2 separate regions of the Triticum aestivum genome follow, and region 2 is linked to region 1. Evidence: chromatin contacts called from public Hi-C data. All regions are on one chromosome and are shown on one strand. The core of a region is the stretch at or near the end of the contact, and the rest is flanking DNA. Distances in the headings are between cores, read along the strand shown. Region 1 holds the start of LOC123119218 (5-methyltetrahydropteroyltriglutamate--homocysteine methyltransferase 1). Region 2 has its middle 53 kb from the start of LOC123119218.

Region 1 (6,063 bases), core at 2,913-5,412:
TTTGTTGTGTGATTTGAGATGCTATCAATAATTCACATCTTGCGCGTGTCCTAAAAATAATTTTAATGCAAATTATAATGTACGAATTCCTATTTGTGATGCAAAATTTTCGTATGTTGGACGTAGACAATATAACTAATTCTGAGATTAAAATTCAGCAACTGTGAAGAGAAAAAACACAAGCAAACACTGTCTCGATTATTTTGTTTTCTAAGTGGGTTGCTTCAAGTTCTCAATGTACTCAAATTGCTAATGAGGGTGATGTGTGCGAGCATTTCTAGCCGATCCCCAATGGTTTAGAGGGCGATATGGCCGAGTATCCTTTAGAGAAGCATATTTGCTCCTTTAAAAAGCGCAGTTTCTATCCAATCTTCTAAATTTAATGGAGTAAACAAAGATATCACAAATTCGATGCAATTTTGATTCAAAGAACTTCATCTTGTTCGAACTCGATTTAACTAGTTGCATAAACTTAAATGAAATTTTAACTAGATGGCATAAAAACTAAAAAACTACTCGCGAATCACACTCCTTTGTCAGCCTCTCCCGGTTCGATTCGGCCATGTCGTCGTCACCGGCACCGCGATGTTCCTCGAGGACGCCACCGCCCTAGCCCGCTTTGTTTCCACCGCTCTCGCCATCGGAGTCGCTGGAGCAAAGGTCCATTACCTTCATTGCCCCGACCATGTATTGCCAGTACAGCCGGTGCTCCGCCTCGACGCGTTCTAGGTACAGGCGGCGAAGCTCCTCCATGTAAGCCTTGTCGGTTGCCTCTGCCTCGAGGTGCTCGCGGGTCTCCCGTTCTTCCACATCTTCCGTGTGGTGGCCATCTAGGGGTCGACGGGCTCAAACCGCGGCAGGCCGTCGAGGAAGCTAAGCCGATCGGTGACACCGTGGAGGCGGACCGACATGATGTCGTACTCCCGCTCTGCCTGCACCGTGGAGTGTAAGGAGCCAATCCAAATCTGCTTATGGGTGTCGCAGTCGGTGATCTCCGTGACCCACGTCCCCCACTAGTGCTACCGCATGCTAAGGTATTTCCTCCGCGGCTGCAGCGGCGGTGGGAGGGCAGAGAAGAGGGCACCGCCGGGCTCGCGGGAGGAGGAAGTGCCGCGACGGCCGCAACCACAAGCTCAGGACCGCTCGTGGCGGCGTGGATCCACGCTGGGGATGGGCGGCGAGGAGCGGCTGGATCCGGCCATTATAGGCAGTGGGTGGGCCAAAGTGGATGGGGGTGGGGTTGGGGGTCCGCCGTCGGGGCTTGCATGGCAACGACGGGAATGAAAGAAGAGGCGAAATGGGGAAGGGGAATTTTTACTCCGCGAGAGTGTGGTCGAGTATATTTAAGAGTCGTGGATGCCGCAGCAGTGGCGGAGCTACAATACAGAACATGGGTGGTCTAGTACAAAGGAAAGCCCACTATTTTCCTGTCGTGCCCAGGTTTTTCTTAATCCATCACTGTTTTAGCTAAGTTCTGGGTGGGCCAGGACCCATTTGGCCATGTTATAGCTCCGCCGGTGCATTGCGGAGTAAAAGAAAATCCCTTCACTAAAGATTTTTGGGCTTCGGCTAATTACTGGTTAAATGAGGAAAACCGAATTTATCCACCTATAACGATTTATTTGGATAGGCTAGAGATGCTCTAAGTTCTTGACTTGGTTTTTACTCCCTCTGCCTCATAATACAAGCATTTTTATATTAGTGCAGTGTCAATAACACTCTTATATTATGAGACAAAAAGAATGTATGATTATCAGATTAGCCTATGCAAATCCTGGCCCCACCTCCACGCCCGCGAGGGACGTGAAATTTTTTCCCACCCATAAGAATCTTTGAAGCAAAGAGGCCCGCAAACGGAAAGATGCACAATCTCATTAGTTTTTGTCTGAACGTCATTGTCGTTCGTGACAACACTGTTAATAAACACCAGTAACATGTAGTCCCTTCGTTCCTTTTAGTCTATATATAAATCTTGTGTCAAGTCAGACTATCTCTAATTTGATTAAATTTATAAAAAAAATATCAACATGCACAATCATCAGATTTATTATGAAATGTAGTTTCATATTACATATATTTGGTATTGTACTAGATGTTGATGTTCTTAATATAAATTTGATCAAACTTTCCAAAGTTTGACCGGACAAATATCTTATACACAAAGTAAAAAGGAACAGATGGAGTATATTTTTTGTGGGGGAAATAATATGTATATTGTCGGAAGAAAAAACTAAAGTAGCATCTACTCTAGACATATAGCGGCGTGGACCAAAAGCGAGATGCAAATTATCTTTTCTATAATCAAATGAACTGCGTTAGCCTGGTTTTGGACTTCAGATTTGAGTAATTCAGCATTCAGAGCAAGTAAAGAACAGAGCAAGTGAGCTGCCACTATCTCACCAACCCCCACTGTCGGCGATTTTTTTCCGTGGTCCAATATATATGCACGTCCTTTTCAGCCATTCTATTTAATCCTATCGCTAGCTGTTGTCCCAGAATAATGGAGTATATACTTTTTCTTCAAAGTAGAATCATATAGCTATAAACATAATTATCTTTTTTAAACATATACAGTAAGCAGAAACCTCCCCCCTCAAAACCAGGCATCCTCTCCCAACGGCAATGGCGGTGATATCTGCTGGTGCTGTTTGAGATGGACTGTACATCGGCGGTGATATCTGCTGGCTGCATAAATACAGCACTGGGTCACATGCTTCAGCAGGAATGTCAGAAGTACTACCAGGTATTATTATTGGTACTAAAAAGTAGTAGTACTACGTAGTAGAAAGTGGCACCGCTCTTAAGTATTTCGTTGCCATGCTTCATCATTCGTGCCCGTGAAAGAGAGGCAGAGCTTTCCACAAAAGCATCTTTTCCTTCTTTATTTATGGTGGTGACACAGTTGGCTTGGCCTGGTTGCACTATCATACCATTCTACAAATAATAGTACTAGCTTTTTTCAAACATTAAAAGATATGCAAATCTCAGCTAACACCGCACAACAATAGGCACAGCTCGTGCTAGAAATAACTTAATGGGATCATCAAGCTAATGCTCCCATGATGGTACGTAGTTAAGCATAAAAGAAAGAGGAACTGGACACCCGGATCGAGCTGTTTATTTTTGTTTTTCTACCCAAATATCAGTTGAAAATTGAAAGTTATTGCTAGTAGGGATTAAATTACTGTTCAGATATAGTACGGGCGGCTTTGTATAACAATTGATCCATGTGTGCAATGCCCAAAGTGATTGAATGATGATGATGTGGTTGCTGGAGTTAACATGCCTAATTTACGGTGACCTTCCACTTAACACTGACAGCTATTTGTTTTTACCCGCACTGAAAGATGTTCACTAATTGACCGTAATTGCGGACCGTGCATATGGTATAGGAGGACGATAATACGACATAGAATGCGACATATATGTATGACTTTTCTCCAAAACAATGACATATGTATAATCTAAAAAAAACAATGACACATGTATAGCTTAGATTACAATATACACGGGTGAAGTCTGGCAGATACGTATATCTTGAACATCAACTCTTTTTGCCAACCAATTTACTCTGCTTCGCTACCAAACCTAGCGGGAAATGATATTTGTCGTGCATCGGATAAAAGGCATAATAGAAGGTGGGGGGGGGGGGGGGGAGGGGAGGGTTAGATCTCGACCGTTACACATCAAATATTTTCGATACGAGTGTCATTTGTTTTTCACCGGCCTTGTCTTGTTTCTCCAAGCACCAATCCCCATTTCACTGCCTCCGCCCTCCCTGCCCAAACAACCTCATTGATGTCCTCCTTGGTCTCACTGTTGTCTCCCATTCTTTCTTCTAGCTTACCCTTCACCTTCTCGACCATCCGTGCCACTAGATCTAGTTGGTCATCCGCCACCAGGCATCAACCGAAGGTTTCAAGGTAGGACACCGACACCCCCACAAGGCAATTTGTTTATGTCCGAGGGTGGAGCATCGACTTAAAGCATCAAACATCACCGAGTCCTCGGAGGGCGGCGGTCGCAGCTCCCCTCCCCATCCCCTTCTTTCCCTTCCTCCCCTTGCCTCAATGCCCCATGGATCAACGTGTTCTCTCCGCAAAGCCTGACAGCGAACGGCCGTTGCTTAGTTTTTCCAACAATAAATAAAGGTGGGGAAAAGATAAAAGCATTTTTTGTGGTTTTAAAAAATCGTGCACTCACCAGATCCACAGAGGCGAGCATTCAGATCTCACCAACCGCATGCCCCACGCACCAACCAATCGCCAGCGGTTTATAAATAAGCACACCCCTAAACCCCTCACCCTCGCCGTTCTCTGCCTCTCCTCCTCCTCCTCCCCGTTGCTCGCCGCCGTCCCTCTCCGCCTCCGCGCACCCAGGGTAAGCGAGCCCTCTCCCTCCCTCCTCCGTGCACCCGTGAATCCACACGCACGAGCGCACGCCGGGCTTCCCCCCTAGATCCGTGCACCACCGGATCGGCTGTCCCGCGCGCTTTGAATGACTATCTGTGTTGGTTATCAGTCGTAGGATCGATCGCCCGGCCACCGCCGGCGGGTATCGTCCTCGGCCCGTGTCCCGTAGGCAGCGCCGGTAGGCGGCGCGGCGGAGAGCTCGGCTGCTCTGTTTGCAGGTACAGGGGCGGGAATGGGCTGCTCTGTTTCCGCGAATAGTTTTTTCTGGTGCCGTTGCGGAGGTCCGATCTGAGCCGATCGAGCGCTCAGATCCGATCTCCGATCACGGAAATGGCCAGGCCGTTTTCGTGGTTTCGGATTAGGGGATCTGGCGCTTCTCGTCGTTAAATTTTGATTCAGTATTATATTCGTGGGATTGCTAAATCGACCAAGTCTCAGTCTGATGCTATATGCGTGGGATCTTACATAGAGATCCATGCAAACTTTTCTTTTTAGTTTTCCTTTTCGTTCTTACATAGTATGCCACTTGAATTTGACATAGTTAAGTCTGAGTCGACTGAGACCTGGCTACACTATATTTAGGCCCATGCTCTGTTTATTAGGTGCCCAGCCCAGTGGTTCTGGATCTGACCCTGAGCCCAGAGGTTTATCACCTCGGATTTATTATTCAGTTCGCTAGCTATTTATTTGTTTATGGTTAGTGCATGGGTACTGGCGTGTAGCTCAAAAGATCTGAAAATTCTGCTATTAGTGTCCATGCATGCAGTGTCCCACCCTTTGCTGGTGTGACAGGGACACTCCCACTGCCACTGCCTCCCACCAATTGTTGTTAGGATTTATGTACCAACCCTGAGGTCTACATGGTAGTGGTTGCTGTTGGTACACCTAACCTAACCTACCTACCTGTATTGATTTAGTTCAGTTTTCTACTTTTGTTCTTTTAGACACTAGCAAATCAGGTGTACGATTCCATGCCTAACAGGTTTCCTGCAAGAACCAAGAAATTTTAATGAATTCGTTTTATTGTTTGTTCACTATGTTTCTAGTTAGTTGCTTGCAGAAAATTGTTACTGAATTTTTTTATTTTGTAAGTTAGTTTTCTTCAGGTTACGTTTAAATTATAGAGATCCATAGTCTCAGTTGCAAGATCCTAACTCTCTTAGCTGGATCAAGCTGATTCTAATTCTATTATTTATGCAGAAAGATGGCGTCCCACATTGTCGGATACCCGCGCATGGGCCCCAAGAGGGAGCTCAAGTTTGCCCTGGAGTCTTTCTGGGATGGCAAGAGCAGCGCCGAGGATTTGGAGAAGGTTGCCACCGACCTCAGGGCCAGCATCTGGAAGCAGATGGCTGATGCTGGGATCAAGTACATCCCCAGCAACACCTTCTCCTACTATGATCAGGTTCTTGACACCACCGCCATGCTCGGTGCCGTCCCAGACCGTTACTCATGGACCGGTGGGGAGATCAATTTGAGCACCTACTTCTCGATGGCTAGGGGTAACGCCACCGTCCCTGCTATGGAGATGACCAAGTGGTTCGACACCAACTAGTAAGTCCACCGGATTCTACCTAAGGTTGTTCTCACATAGTTTATTCTGTATCTAGTACTTTTACTAACGACATCTTTTACTATTGCAGCCACTTTA
Region 2 (5,363 bases), core at 1,599-4,098, 53 kb before region 1:
AGGGCACAGGGCTTCCTGCCCCGGCGGTGGGGTTTTGAACAGGTTGTGCGCCAGCCATGAAGATTCCAACCCGGCTCGGCGGCTCAAAGGGGTCCGGAATACTGTCGCCATCGGAACAACCCCTGAGCCTGCCATCTTGAAGTTGGTATAACGAATCGGTCTCCTCTGTGGATGACTCGCCGTCAGAACGAGCGTCCGTCTCATCACCAGATCCAGATCCTTCAGAGAGCTCTCCATGGACGCATCCCACGAAAGCACGCTTCAAGGCAGGCAAAGTCCGGGCGGGTCGTGCACGTTGAGCCGTCTCGATGAGATCGGCGCAGAGGTCCGGCTCAGGGCCCGGCTCACCAATCTTGCCAATAAAGACATGGATTCCGCCGAAGGGGACCCGGTACCCGTACTCAATTGAGCCGGCGTCGGGGCCCCAATTTGCATCGTCGATGTAGAGCTTGCCGCGACGACTCTTGGTCATCCGGCCCACCGCGTATCCCTTGAGCCCTTTGAAGCTGCCCTTCAAGGACTCAAATCCACCGTGCGCTGGCCCCACGGTGGGCGCCAACTGTCGTGGAATTGTCACGGCAGATGTCCTCGTGCAAGGACTTAGTCGTGGAGCCATCGCTGCTAGGAAGCTTAAAGGGGTTAAACGGGACAAGGAACACGAGGGTTATACTGGTTCGGCCCCTTACGGTGAAGGTAAAAGCCTACATCCAGTTGAGGTGGTATTACTTAGGGTTTCGATGACCAGGGAGCTTAATCGCTCGTCCTGAACCGCCGCCGGGTCGTCCCTTTATATAGAGAGGTTGACGCCCCGCGGCTCTCAGAGTCCCGGCCGGCTTATAACAGTATCCGGCTCGGACTCTTAACTACTCTTGCCTTACATTACAAGTCTTGCCATAACGGCGGGTTATCACTACGGGCCTTAAGCCGCCTCCGGGTCTTAAGCCCATTATTGATCCGACATCCTCAAGCTTGGTATTGGGCTTCACGTGATGATCATTATGACGTAACTCGGCCCCTCCTGGGCGGGTGACTCTAATGGTTATATCCTCAACAGTCGGCATTAGTGTCAAGCTCGGGTTCATAGGAGAATAGCGAGTAGGTTGTCCTAGAGGAGAATGAAGACCCATGGATGAGGAACCGCTCATTCGAGCCGTCATTAGCGATAAAATCATCATATCTGCTATTTCTCATGTGCCTGGAATTCCTTTTCGCGTCAGTCACTTTTTTCCTTCTTCCTTCCCTCCTGGTCGGACCTCGCCGGAGAAGAACTAGCCCCACCATCTATCTTAGGGTGAATTCATGGCCCCATTATCTATCTTAGGGTGGAATGCAGGGGATCACCGGAGATTTTCATAGGTGGTGCCAGGCTTAAAGGGATGACCGGGTGGTGGCCAGCAACGGCGGTGGGGGCGAGGCGGTGCGCGGTAGCGCCCGCCGGCCGTGGGTTTTCAGGAGAAGAAAGAAAATGAACGTTAGCAAGATCTATTTTAGACGGTTGAATGAAGATCAGACGGTTTATGTAAAAAGTGACCGATGCAATAGTTTTTTGAGGCACCTGCAAATAGAGGCTCCCTAAAATCATGCAACAAAGACAACATAGCAGCAAGCCCGACAAAAGCAACATAGATTAGATTAGGCGATCTCGTTTCGATTTTATTTCAGTCAGCATTTTATTTCGATGTGTGGAGAGAACAACATTTTGCAGTACTATCGACGACGCCCTCCGAAAATGAAAACGTTGGCCTTAGGCATACGCGGCGAGCCGTGACCGGTCACCTTGGTTCTGTACGCTATCGCCGGTGGCCGACCGTGGCCTCGACACGGTACGGGGCAAACGTCGCTTTCGAGGTCCTCTCCGGTCGCTCCAGGTTCATCGAATCCGGACGCAGCTGTAAGCCCAAAACGCAAATAACCAAGATCCATTTGCATGGTAGTATTATATGAGCCGAGGTGCTTTGCTCAAATATATATATATATATATATATATATATATATATATATATATATATATATATATATATGAGCCGAGGTGCGGTTCCCTGACCAGCGCCTCTTTTCTTACTCCTTTGTGTTGGTGTGATACTGTGATTCCAGGAGCAAGACAAGACAAGACATGTTATGTTGGGGTTAAATTACGCAAACCGATCAAATGCTAGTGGAGCAGTTCTGCGTCGACTTGCACTATCTCTCTCGAGATGGCTGCTGTTTTGGCGGCACTGCCATCACATCGCACTGACGCGTCCACGTGCCATCGCCACTGCTGCCTCCTGCCTTGCTAAGATAAATAAATTGCTAGCTGCGCCCACGGATCTTGTTACGTCCCGTCCGGCAATACTTGTCGTAAGAAAAAAATACTGTAAGATACTTCCTTGATCCAAATTAATTGATATTTCCTGTCTTAAAATAAGTGTTTCTATTTTAATACTCCATCCGTCCGGCAATATTTATCGTATAAATTGATACAAATGGTTGTATTTAGAATTAAAATACATCTAGATACATCCATTCATCGAACTAAGTATTTTTAAACAGAGGGAGTACAACTTTGGCTCAAGGGAAGTATTGAAAGGGACAAGTACTAAAACTGCGTCAATTATTTTGGATCAGAGGGAGCGTTATCTTTCTTTTTCCAATGTGAAAAAAAAACCTTATAGGAACAAAATCCAATGCCGTATTTTCTCTACGGTGACTGTAATGGAAGTTTCTGTAGGTGATGCATGCCGGGAAATATATGAAAAAAGAAAGAAAGGTGTAGCTGCCCTTTAGAACGTAGAACGGGCAGGAGGGAGATGTGACGGTACACTAGCCTACCCAAGAAATATCTGACACGTATATGGTGGAGCACGAACGTATGTTCTTGCACGACAGCGACGGCGTGCCCAGCAATCATGTCCTCACACGTGGCCGGACAGGCTTGGTCGACAGGGAGGTCGATGGCCACGCATGCCGCGCCACCACGTGGCGGCATGCACGCTCAGGTAGCCGCAGGCCGCGGCGCTCGATGTCGATCATCCTTTGTCCCGTCCTCATAATGGAAAATTTATTCTTTTTTTTTTTGCGGGGAATGGAAGATCTATTCATCTCAAAAAAACATTGTCTTGTCCAAAAACTACGTATTGCTTTTTTTCTATTTAGAGTTGCATGGATTATTGTGTGGGCAAGCTTGAAAAACAGATCATACGATACTTCCGTTTTATTGGTTTGTATACCTCTCAAAGTGGGCTGGGTTGTATCTTAAAATATTATCATCCACATGATACTGGTTTGTGATACTGACTCTTCAATGTACTACACTTGTATGATATTGTTAATTTATTTATTTACTTGTGCAAATTCAAAACAAAATTGTGTTTATGTTTTTTTTCTTGTTTCATACGCTAGGATATTGTATTATAATATGATATTAGAGTACTCTCTTACATCCTTCACTGTAGAGCCACATCGTCTTTTTGGTAACGTTGCAGTGCATGATACTCTTGACACTCCCATTGTGAGAGGTCTTATTTAAATGACATCGATATGTTCTTTTCTTTAACCCAAAGCCCTCAAACTCAATCCATTATTTGAGAACGAATGAACCGCCCGATTAATTATAGAAAATAGTGTGAAAATCGTTATAACATCCCACAAGACAGAATGCTCCATCAAGCCGACTACCAACAAAGATCTACACACTGTTGGAGAGAGAAACACCGTTGAGATTGTCAATTAGCTCCACACACACAAGCGCGCGCACAAACGACCTAACAACTCCGACTATGACAACGAGCGTGTTGTCGGAGAGATATGTAAGGCCTACACCAAGCCAGTCCACCATAGTGGTCCCAACAAGTTAGCTTGGACTTCACAACAACACGGCGAGCCACGCAAGGAGAACCACTCGAACATGCGGGGAGTCGACTATGAAGCCATGCCGCAACCCAACATTCACTCACCGTCGTCGTCATTGTCAAACTGGTCTAGGGCAGTCATCTCATTGTCCACATGGAAGAAGCCATCGCCAGCCCCTCCCTCGACGCCCAATCAGTTCCAAGAAAAATCCTCCAAGAAGGTCCGTGGCACGAGAAGCACCGCCATTCTCCGTCCTAACAAGGGGACAAGGGTCCTGGAGTCCGCATCACGTGGGAGGACACACAACACCTACATCCATTTGAATCATATATGAATGTAACTTGTTTGATCGCATCACATAAAGCAATCTTTTCATTCCAAGAAATTTCAGTGGATGCTAAATTTTATATGAGATGTAATTAAAAATCATTATAATAGAAATCTAATGAGATTAAGTACAATGAACTAAGTGTTGGTGAACGAAGCATGAAATTCAAAAAAATTCCTACGAACACCCAAGATCTATCTAGGAGAAGTATATCAACGAGACGGGAGAGTGTGTCTACGTACCCTCGTGGACCGTTAAGCGGAAGCGTATACCATGCGGTTGATGTAGTCGTACTCGTCACGATCCAATTGTGATCCAAACCGATGAAGTACCGAACGGACGGCACCTCCACGTTCAGCACACGTACGGCTCGATGATGTCTCCTCCTCCTTGATCCAGCAAGCGAGGGAGGAGAAGTAGCTGGGATCGCCGGCAGCACGACGGCGCGACGGTGATGGTGGTGTGATTCCGGCAGGGCCACGCCGAGCGCTACCGAAACAACGAAGACGGAGGAGTTAAGAGGGGGGCCAAGGGCTTGTGTGTCCTCTTGGGGGCGCACATTCCCCTCTATATATAGGTGGAGGGGCGTGGTGGTCAGCCCTCGAATCCCTAGGGCTAGCGCACCAAGGGGGAGGAGTTGGACTCCTAGTCCAATTCCCTCCTTTTCATACACAAGTGGACTTTCCAACTTTCCCAGCCACATGGGCCTTGAGGGACTTGTGCGCCTGTCCCAATAAGGCCAGGGTGCCTCCCCTCAGCCCATGCTGACCCTTGGGACGTGGTGGTACCCTTGTTGGACTTCCGGACTCCTCGGAAGTTTCCGGAACGTTCTGGAACCTTCCCAGTACAATACCGAAAAAACTGAAACCTTTTCCAGAACCCTGAAGGCAACTTTCCATATATAAATCTTTACCTCCAGATCATCCCGGAGCTCCTCGTGATGTCTGAGATCTCATCCGGGACTCCGAACAAGATTCAGTCACCAACATGCATATCCCAATAGTACTCTAGCGTCACCGAACGTTAAGCGTGCGGACCCTACGGGTTCGAGAATCATGTAGACATGACCGAGACACCTCGCCGGTCAATAACCAATAGGGGAACCTAGACGCCCACATTGGTTCCTACATATTCTACGAAGATCTTTTATCGGTTGAATCACGATGTCAAGGATTCGGTTAATCCCGTATGCAATTCGTTTTGT

What was found. Hi-C and Micro-C count contacts between places; a contact is called where the count stands out from the background.
Region 2: a contact with region 1 is called in a Hi-C map of leaf, with 7 times the contacts expected there. The contact joins the enhancer-like site here to the promoter of LOC123119218 in region 1. A contact is called at or near these places in 2 of 5 Hi-C or Micro-C datasets (both in leaf).

The regions. Positions count from the first base shown.
Region 1 is chr5D:28,988,828-28,994,890 of IWGSC CS RefSeq v2.1, reverse strand. LOC123119218 (5-methyltetrahydropteroyltriglutamate--homocysteine methyltransferase 1) reads left to right here and starts at 4,162. Exons shown (of 14, transcript XM_044538930.1): 1 at 4,162-4,380; 2 at 5,613-5,966; 3 at 6,056-6,063. The coding sequence starts at 5,617.
Region 2 is chr5D:29,040,901-29,046,263 of IWGSC CS RefSeq v2.1, reverse strand. No RefSeq gene overlaps it. Among protein-coding and RNA genes, the nearest start is that of LOC123119218, 53 kb to the right of the region's middle. Within about 2 kb of position 2,848, at least 4 of the 8 cell types and tissues checked have an H3K27ac peak or open chromatin away from gene starts, as enhancers often do. A contact at or near this core is called in leaf, where this site is marked.